2 separate regions of the Zea mays genome follow, and region 2 is linked to region 1. The links are chromatin contacts, called in public Hi-C maps. All regions are on one chromosome and are shown on one strand. Each heading gives the region's core, a stretch centred on a gene start, on an enhancer-like site or on the middle of the called end of the contact. The rest is flanking DNA. Distances are from core to core; before and after follow the strand shown. Region 1 holds the start of LOC100217001 (Ectonucleotide pyrophosphatase/phosphodiesterase family member 3). Region 2 has its middle 67 kb from the start of LOC103634989.

The links. A called contact is a pair of places that touch in the nucleus more often than the background predicts.
Region 2: a Hi-C map of leaf shows a contact between it and region 1, with 2.9 times the contacts expected there. The contact joins the enhancer-like site here to the promoter of LOC100217001 in region 1. A contact is called at or near these places in 2 of 25 Hi-C or Micro-C datasets (ear and leaf).

Annotation. Positions count from the first base shown.
Region 1 is chr8:26,754,898-26,758,187 of Zm-B73-REFERENCE-NAM-5.0, forward strand. It overlaps LOC100217001 (Ectonucleotide pyrophosphatase/phosphodiesterase family member 3), which reads right to left and starts at 1,571. Exons shown (of 9, transcript NM_001143378.1): 1 at 1,503-1,571.
Region 2 is chr8:27,157,455-27,160,744 of Zm-B73-REFERENCE-NAM-5.0, forward strand. No RefSeq gene overlaps it. Among protein-coding and RNA genes, the nearest start is that of LOC103634989, 67 kb to the left of the region's middle. Within about 2 kb of position 1,682, at least 18 of the 20 cell types and tissues checked have an H3K27ac peak or open chromatin away from gene starts, as enhancers often do. A contact at or near this core is called in ear and leaf, where this site is marked.

The DNA of each region.
Region 1 (3,290 bases), core at 321-2,820:
GCTGACAATGGGCTGTAAATTTTGCACTATAAGATTTAAGGATCAAGTCGGATTAGGATCGGGCTTTATTTCTAGTCATTTTTGAACTATAATTTATTTAGGGCCTTGACATTTTGTGAAGAACCATATGGATCACAATCCATTACCACCCTTAAGTAAGCACCGGTCTTACGTCTTAGAAAAAAGTACAGATTTGCTAAGTAAGATTCTTTACAAGGATTTCAAAGAGAGGAATAAGAATCACACTAACAAGGTCACAGAGTCTAAGCCCTAGTAAAGATTTCGACTCTGCAGCAGGGGGCGGACCATGTGTGTGCACCCAATAACTTTTTGCAAGAAAGAAAAATCGAAGTTATTAAGCAGGCATAATACACACACATACACCCATAATTAGATCATGTCTGAACACAAAATAGCCTTAGGGAGTGGGTGCTCGGTTTCGTTGTGGCGGACCCAGCCCAAGAAAGGAGTTAAGAGTGAACTTAGACTACAAAATTTTAGCTAAAAAGTGCAAACGACAACATGAAAGTCATGAACAAATCGCACTGCTTATATTCGCAAAGATGATTCAGCTATTGAATTGAAATAGAGCTGCACTGAACCAAAGTTACTCTGAATTTTCTAAACAATAGAAAAGGTATCCGAGCCAAAGGATTATTGCTGAAATTAAACTACTAACAAGGGAACGAACAGCTACTGCCCTGCCATCTGCTGGTCAGAGCTGCAGCATGTACAAGATCCACAAAGGCAAGCTAACACATTAAGCAATGACATTAAAAAACATCCAAACCTGCTATTGAAGCCGCATTGTAACAGTAAGCGGTGAGCAAAACTAACCCGATCAAAAACAGAGCAGTATACTACTGCTTGACCCTTGATCTGATGAAAAGTGCCACCTTGACCCTGGAGCTGATGAAAGACACTAATCTACGGAGCCGCCTAACTGCAAGTGTTAGTCTGTTACTGCGGTTGGCCCTAGAAGAACAAGCGAGCTCGAGTTGTTTTTGCTGCTGCTGGGCTGCAACTGCAAGAGAGGGACGCAGATACAGCCGCTGCGCCACAGGGGGCGCTGCCGGTTGCCGGTTGGGGTGGAGGGGCGGAGAGGAGCCGGAGCTCGGAGGGGTCGAGTGGAAGCACGGGACGTGAGAGAGGGGGAGCCGGTGCGTCGGCGCGGTGAGGGCGAGCCGCGGCCCGCGGCCGTGGAACTAGCGCCTGAGCCTGCCCACCGCTTCGAGCGCCGCAACCGACTGCGGACCTGCGATGGTGTGCTGATGTGCGCCGTTTGCCCTGGCTTAAGGTCTTCCTAGCTGATGGGCCTGGGCGCCTCTCCGGCCAGACGGCCCATACGCTCCAACTTGCAACCAAAAGCAACGCGCGCCGTCTCCCTTGCCCGCAGCCGTCTTCAACCTCCGCACGGCCTCTCAGGCGGGCGGGTGGTCGCCCTATTGGCCGGTCCGCCTAATTCGCATAGCAGGAAGAAGGGAAGAGAAGGGGTGGGATACCTGGTGGGTGCTCGTCGGCCTGCCCAGTCGTCGTCGCCACGACCGAGACTCCGAGAGGGGGAGGGAGACAGGGAGGGGAGAGAGAGAGAGAGAGAGAGCGCGCGCGCGCGCGAGCACGGGGTGAACGGGGGAAGATAAAGCAGGTGGTTAAGGGGCGTTTGGCACTTTGGACACAAGGTAGCTAGAGAGAGCTGGCATCGGTATGTCTTTTGGAATCGTTGGGTGCCCAAGGGACGAGGAAGGGTTGGATTTGGAACCCGTCAACTTTAAGAGAGCAGTATAATTTTATATAGAAATCGTTTATAAATTAGGAGGTGCACTAAATTCATTTGCATACAAGTGTTGATTCATGAATTTGACCTTTCGTGGATTTTTTTACAAGCTACACCTATAAACAGGAGTGGAATACCGTCACAGTTACACCTCATCAATTAGTCATCCTAAACCGTGTTAAATCCATCGAGTACACAAAGGTGTTCAAGGATCGCTGCAACAAAACTGTGGTTCTTAATCGCCTTAAACATGCCTACGCTACTTAATTGGGATCCACTTCGAACAGTATGCCACTGGAAAATATACTCATTCCTTGTATGCCACTGACCCCACATGTCATAGACACCAAAAAATATACCTATATGTCACTCAGTGGCACACAAGGGATGAGTATAAAATCTGATGGCATACCAGGAATTTTCTCCAACTTCTACGAGCTAGTCATGCATGGTACTCGCGACCTTGCCACTCCTCTACTTCCACATGTTGTAAGCACATGAAGTGAGACACCTAGACAAACATGTTTCATAACAACAAAAATCCTATCAAGGGGAGGATATATCATGACAAATAGTTTTGCTCGAGCATATGAATTTAGGTAGAGGTAATCTTAGACCGGCTGCAGCGGTCTCCGTCGCGCGCGCCCCCTCCCCTCTAACTGGCGGCTACAGGAGCCCATTTGGGCCGCAGCGACATCCCCTTCCACGCCCCCTTTATGGCGGTAGTTGTCTCTCTCCCGCCAGTGGTGTGGTGCCTCCTCCAACACTATTCATTCCTTGTGTTGTGGACCACGAATAATTGTTAGTATATAAAAAATTGATAGCGAATGAAAAGTATGGATATGAGATGATATTTTATAGCTATAGTATGGGTAAGGGGGAGTATTTAGGGAGGGAAACGCTGCCGGAGATGAAAAAGTAGGGGATGAAATGTTGACGATGTGACGCAAAAACTGATACAGGGAGAGAAATTTAAGAAGAACCGCTGTGGATAGCATCTAGCACAAGGAATTATTAGATCCAACACATTTGATAAAAAATCGGGCTTCGGCATGTATCTGTGCTTGCTTGGTACTTTGAGCCACATCTCGATGGCTTCAAGGCCTGCCTTGGTATTTGCACTTTATTGGTGCATTGGTCCCAATACCTGCTCATTTGACGCATGGGATGATATGGGGTTGAAAGAGAGAGAGGTTGTTGCATTGGTGAGTGAACATGACTCAACAAAACAAATATTACAAGCAAGGGTCTGCTAGTTGGAGCGTGAAGGGTGTATTGATGTAGTGGTTTAATTTATCCAAGCTCTAATCACGCACAATAACAAGACTATAGGAGAGATCGAGATCCCACAAGCCATAACGAAGTTTTTTTGAGGATATCCTCCGACAGCTTTTTGTGTATTGAAGTGAAGCCATATCAATGTTTGTGCTAGTCTTGAGAAATGATTTAATCACTCATGCTAGCGCTAGGTATGGTCGATCTAGCTAACCTACCAATGCAAAGAGTAGAAAACATG
Region 2 (3,290 bases), core at 432-2,931, 400 kb after region 1:
TCACTGTAGAGTATAGGGAGGTTCTCGGGTCGGGTTGTCTGTTAAGCTTTCCGGACGAGGGATTCCTTTGCTTCCTTCTTCCTGAATCCGTAGCGGGTTTTCTCAAACTAGTGGAACTTCGGAAAGGCCTTGTAGTGCTACCCTGCCTCGTCTCCTCGGTAAAGATGAATGGGAAGTCACGATACCTTGACAATTGGGTAACATGACTTGTGGTAAAGATGTGCAACCTGTGTAGAGTGTAAAACTGGTATATAAGTCGTGCTCACGGTTAAGAGCGACTCAGGACACTCGCATGATTAAGTTATGGAATCAAACTTAATCTGTCATTTGCATTGTATTGTGGGTTTATTATTAATTGTGATCTCATACTTAATTGGGTTGGTATCTACTTACACTTAATAACTACTAATAAAACTTTGAGAAACTTTAAAAGCAATGCTCATCTTTAACCATCTTCTTTGGTAAGCCTTACATTTCACATGAGCCCCACTATAAGTGAGCTCATGCACATTATTTCCTACATCTTGTTGAGCGATGAACGTATGTGAGTTCACCCTTGCTGTACTCACAATCCCCCGGGTCAAGAACAGGTACCGATAAGATAAGGAGCATGAAGGATGCCGCGAAGAGTTTGTGAGAGGTATAGGCCATCGTCTCCCAGTCAACTATGGTTGCTGGGTCGTCGTCTTCGTATGATGTATTATTTAGTTATTTTTGTACAGAACTTCTATTATATAGTAAAGATGTGACATTCGTTTCTGTACCACGAGTCTCCATATGTGCGAGTCATCGTATGCGTTAGTCGCGAACCGTCCGGAAGCGTGTATGGAGAGAGCAGCTCCTGCGCCGAGGTCACGAACCGTCTAGGCTTCCGTAGAGAGCACCGTTAGTTGATTCATCTCTAGTGATTGGTGCCTAAATTGAAGCCAACACTATACGAACTCTTGGAGAATTTATCATTGACACCTCTAGGGACAAGCAACACTTTGACGTCTAACCAACCCGTTGCCTGTCCGCTTTCCAACGGTTGAAGCTGTGCCCGTGCAAGAGAGACCCGGAAAGAAGCCTCCCTCTCTCTGTGTGTGTGTCAGGAACCGGCCAAGATGGGCTGCCAGCGACGCCGTCCGTGTGTCCCAACAAGAAAAGCACTGGACGGCAGCCCGCCATGGCATCGTTATTGTCCTGCTATGTCTGAATGTAATCCTTCGTGGCCTGGGTATGTGCGCGGTCCATCCTCCATGTCCGGACGCAGGCACGCAGCCATGCAGATGCAGCAGGTTGGGATAGACATGCCAATGCCATCAGAGGGCCAACAGCCGTGTACGTGATCGGGAGCTGGGAGTTTGGCCTGCCTCTTGTCGTTGTGTGTGTGTTAACAGGCTGTCTTCACTGTCACGGTCACGGGGGCTGGCTGATGGTCATGCATGCTGGTCCGGACAAGCAAGGAGACAAACAAACAAACACAGGCACGGACAGCACGGCCAGGAAGGAGGAGTGACTGTGCAGCGGTCTACGCTACGCACCGAGAGGATCATCCTAGGACGCCCCAGGCTGAGCCGCAAGAGAGCAAGTACACCAGCAGCGGCTGCGGCTGCGTCTGGAGTTACGTAGTCGGACTGTGCGTGACACAGGGTGAGGGAGGGGGGCAGGCAGGCACCGTCGCTGTCATGCATGTGAGCTACCACCTACCGAGCTTGGTCCCTGGAGACCATGGGCTCGACAGCTAGCTAGGTAGCTCATGGCTGTGGCCTGTGGCAGTGTGGCTCGATCTGCCATGCCGCCTCTTTCTGTTTGGATTTTGATTGGACCGGACCAGCAGTCATCGTCAGCGCATAAACATCTGGGGGCCGTCTGTCCATGTCCTTCTTCCCCTGTGGCTGTGGCTCTCCCTCTCCTCTGCTCACCTCACTGATCGCCACCTCCAGCTATCTGAACGAGTGAACGGGCAGCTGCCTAATGACTGTACTCCCATGTGTGTACTAGCTCTGACGACCAGAGACATCTCACAGCCTCGGTGGTGGGGGGCTAGCTGTGGGCTCCTGGGAGCGTGATGTATGTCAACGGACGCCATGAATGCCCCCGCGACACCTTCAGGTACAGGGCCGGGGACGCCGGATTGAGACACGCAGGGGGCCCATCCGGATCTGTTGGTGACCTGTTCTGTCCACGGCCTCGCATTCGCGGCAGTTATCTGTCCACAAAAGCCTCCCTTTCCTGTGTCGCAACAACTAGCATGCCCTGCTCAAAAAGAGTGCTTTGCTTACTATCTTTCCTCCTCCTCCTCCTCCTTCTTCTTCTTCTTTCTTTCTTTCTTGCGGCAAGTCCTCCAAATCCCAAACACGGCAAGCGAAGCAACTCGTAACGAACTCATTGTCGGGCACATTAAACTTTCAGTCACCAGCTAATAAGCCTTGCCATATCCAAACACAGTCATACGCCACGTACGGCTACACAGTTCACAAGGGTGCAGCTCACACTCGCTGTGATACTCGATGCCGAACGCTGAACTGTCAATCTCTCTCTCTCTCTCTCTCTCTCTCTCTCTCTCTCTCTCTCTCTCTCTCTCTCTCTCTCTCTCTCTCTCTCTCTCTCTCTCTCTCTCTCGCTCGCTCGCTCTCTCTAGTTAAGCTGTCGTCAGGAGGGAGACGAGTGGCGCAGAGCAGGCTGGGTCCCCGCGTGTGTTAATACACACAGAAGATTGCTCGGGAAGGAAGCAGACAAGCTAGCTAGCTGTTCTTGGCACGACCGGGTGCCTTTCCCCGGCTTTCAATACGAAAAGGAAACCTACGTTAACAGGTGCTGCCCCTGCCATGAGCATCACTGCAGGCCCATAAACCTGTGAAAAGAACGCAGCGGACTCCGATCCTCGTCCTGTTCAAGAATTCAATTGCCGACAAGAACTCCGATCCTCACGTCCGTGCTGCATTGCATCTAGCACGTGCCATTTTTTTTAGCTGCACTGCTGCAGTGAATGAAATGAGAGAAACAGAATCTAGGATAGGTACTCTTGTAAGTAACCGCAGGCGGGTACATTACACTGAATGAATGCCATGCCCATGCATGTACTTTGTCCATGTCCTACTTGGGCCTCGAGATGTGTGGCCAGGACACAGGGCCTAAAGACATGTGTGGCCAGTTTGCAGGCCCAGTAGTAAACTTCTTGGTTCCTGCTATGCTAGAATGCAACGCAAAATACAAGCATGTCGTGCAAGTTATTTATTTAGAACTGAAATTAGGGCCCAGTGCATTACGAGTCTGGAAGCAACAGTATTTTGGTCATATGCATCCAT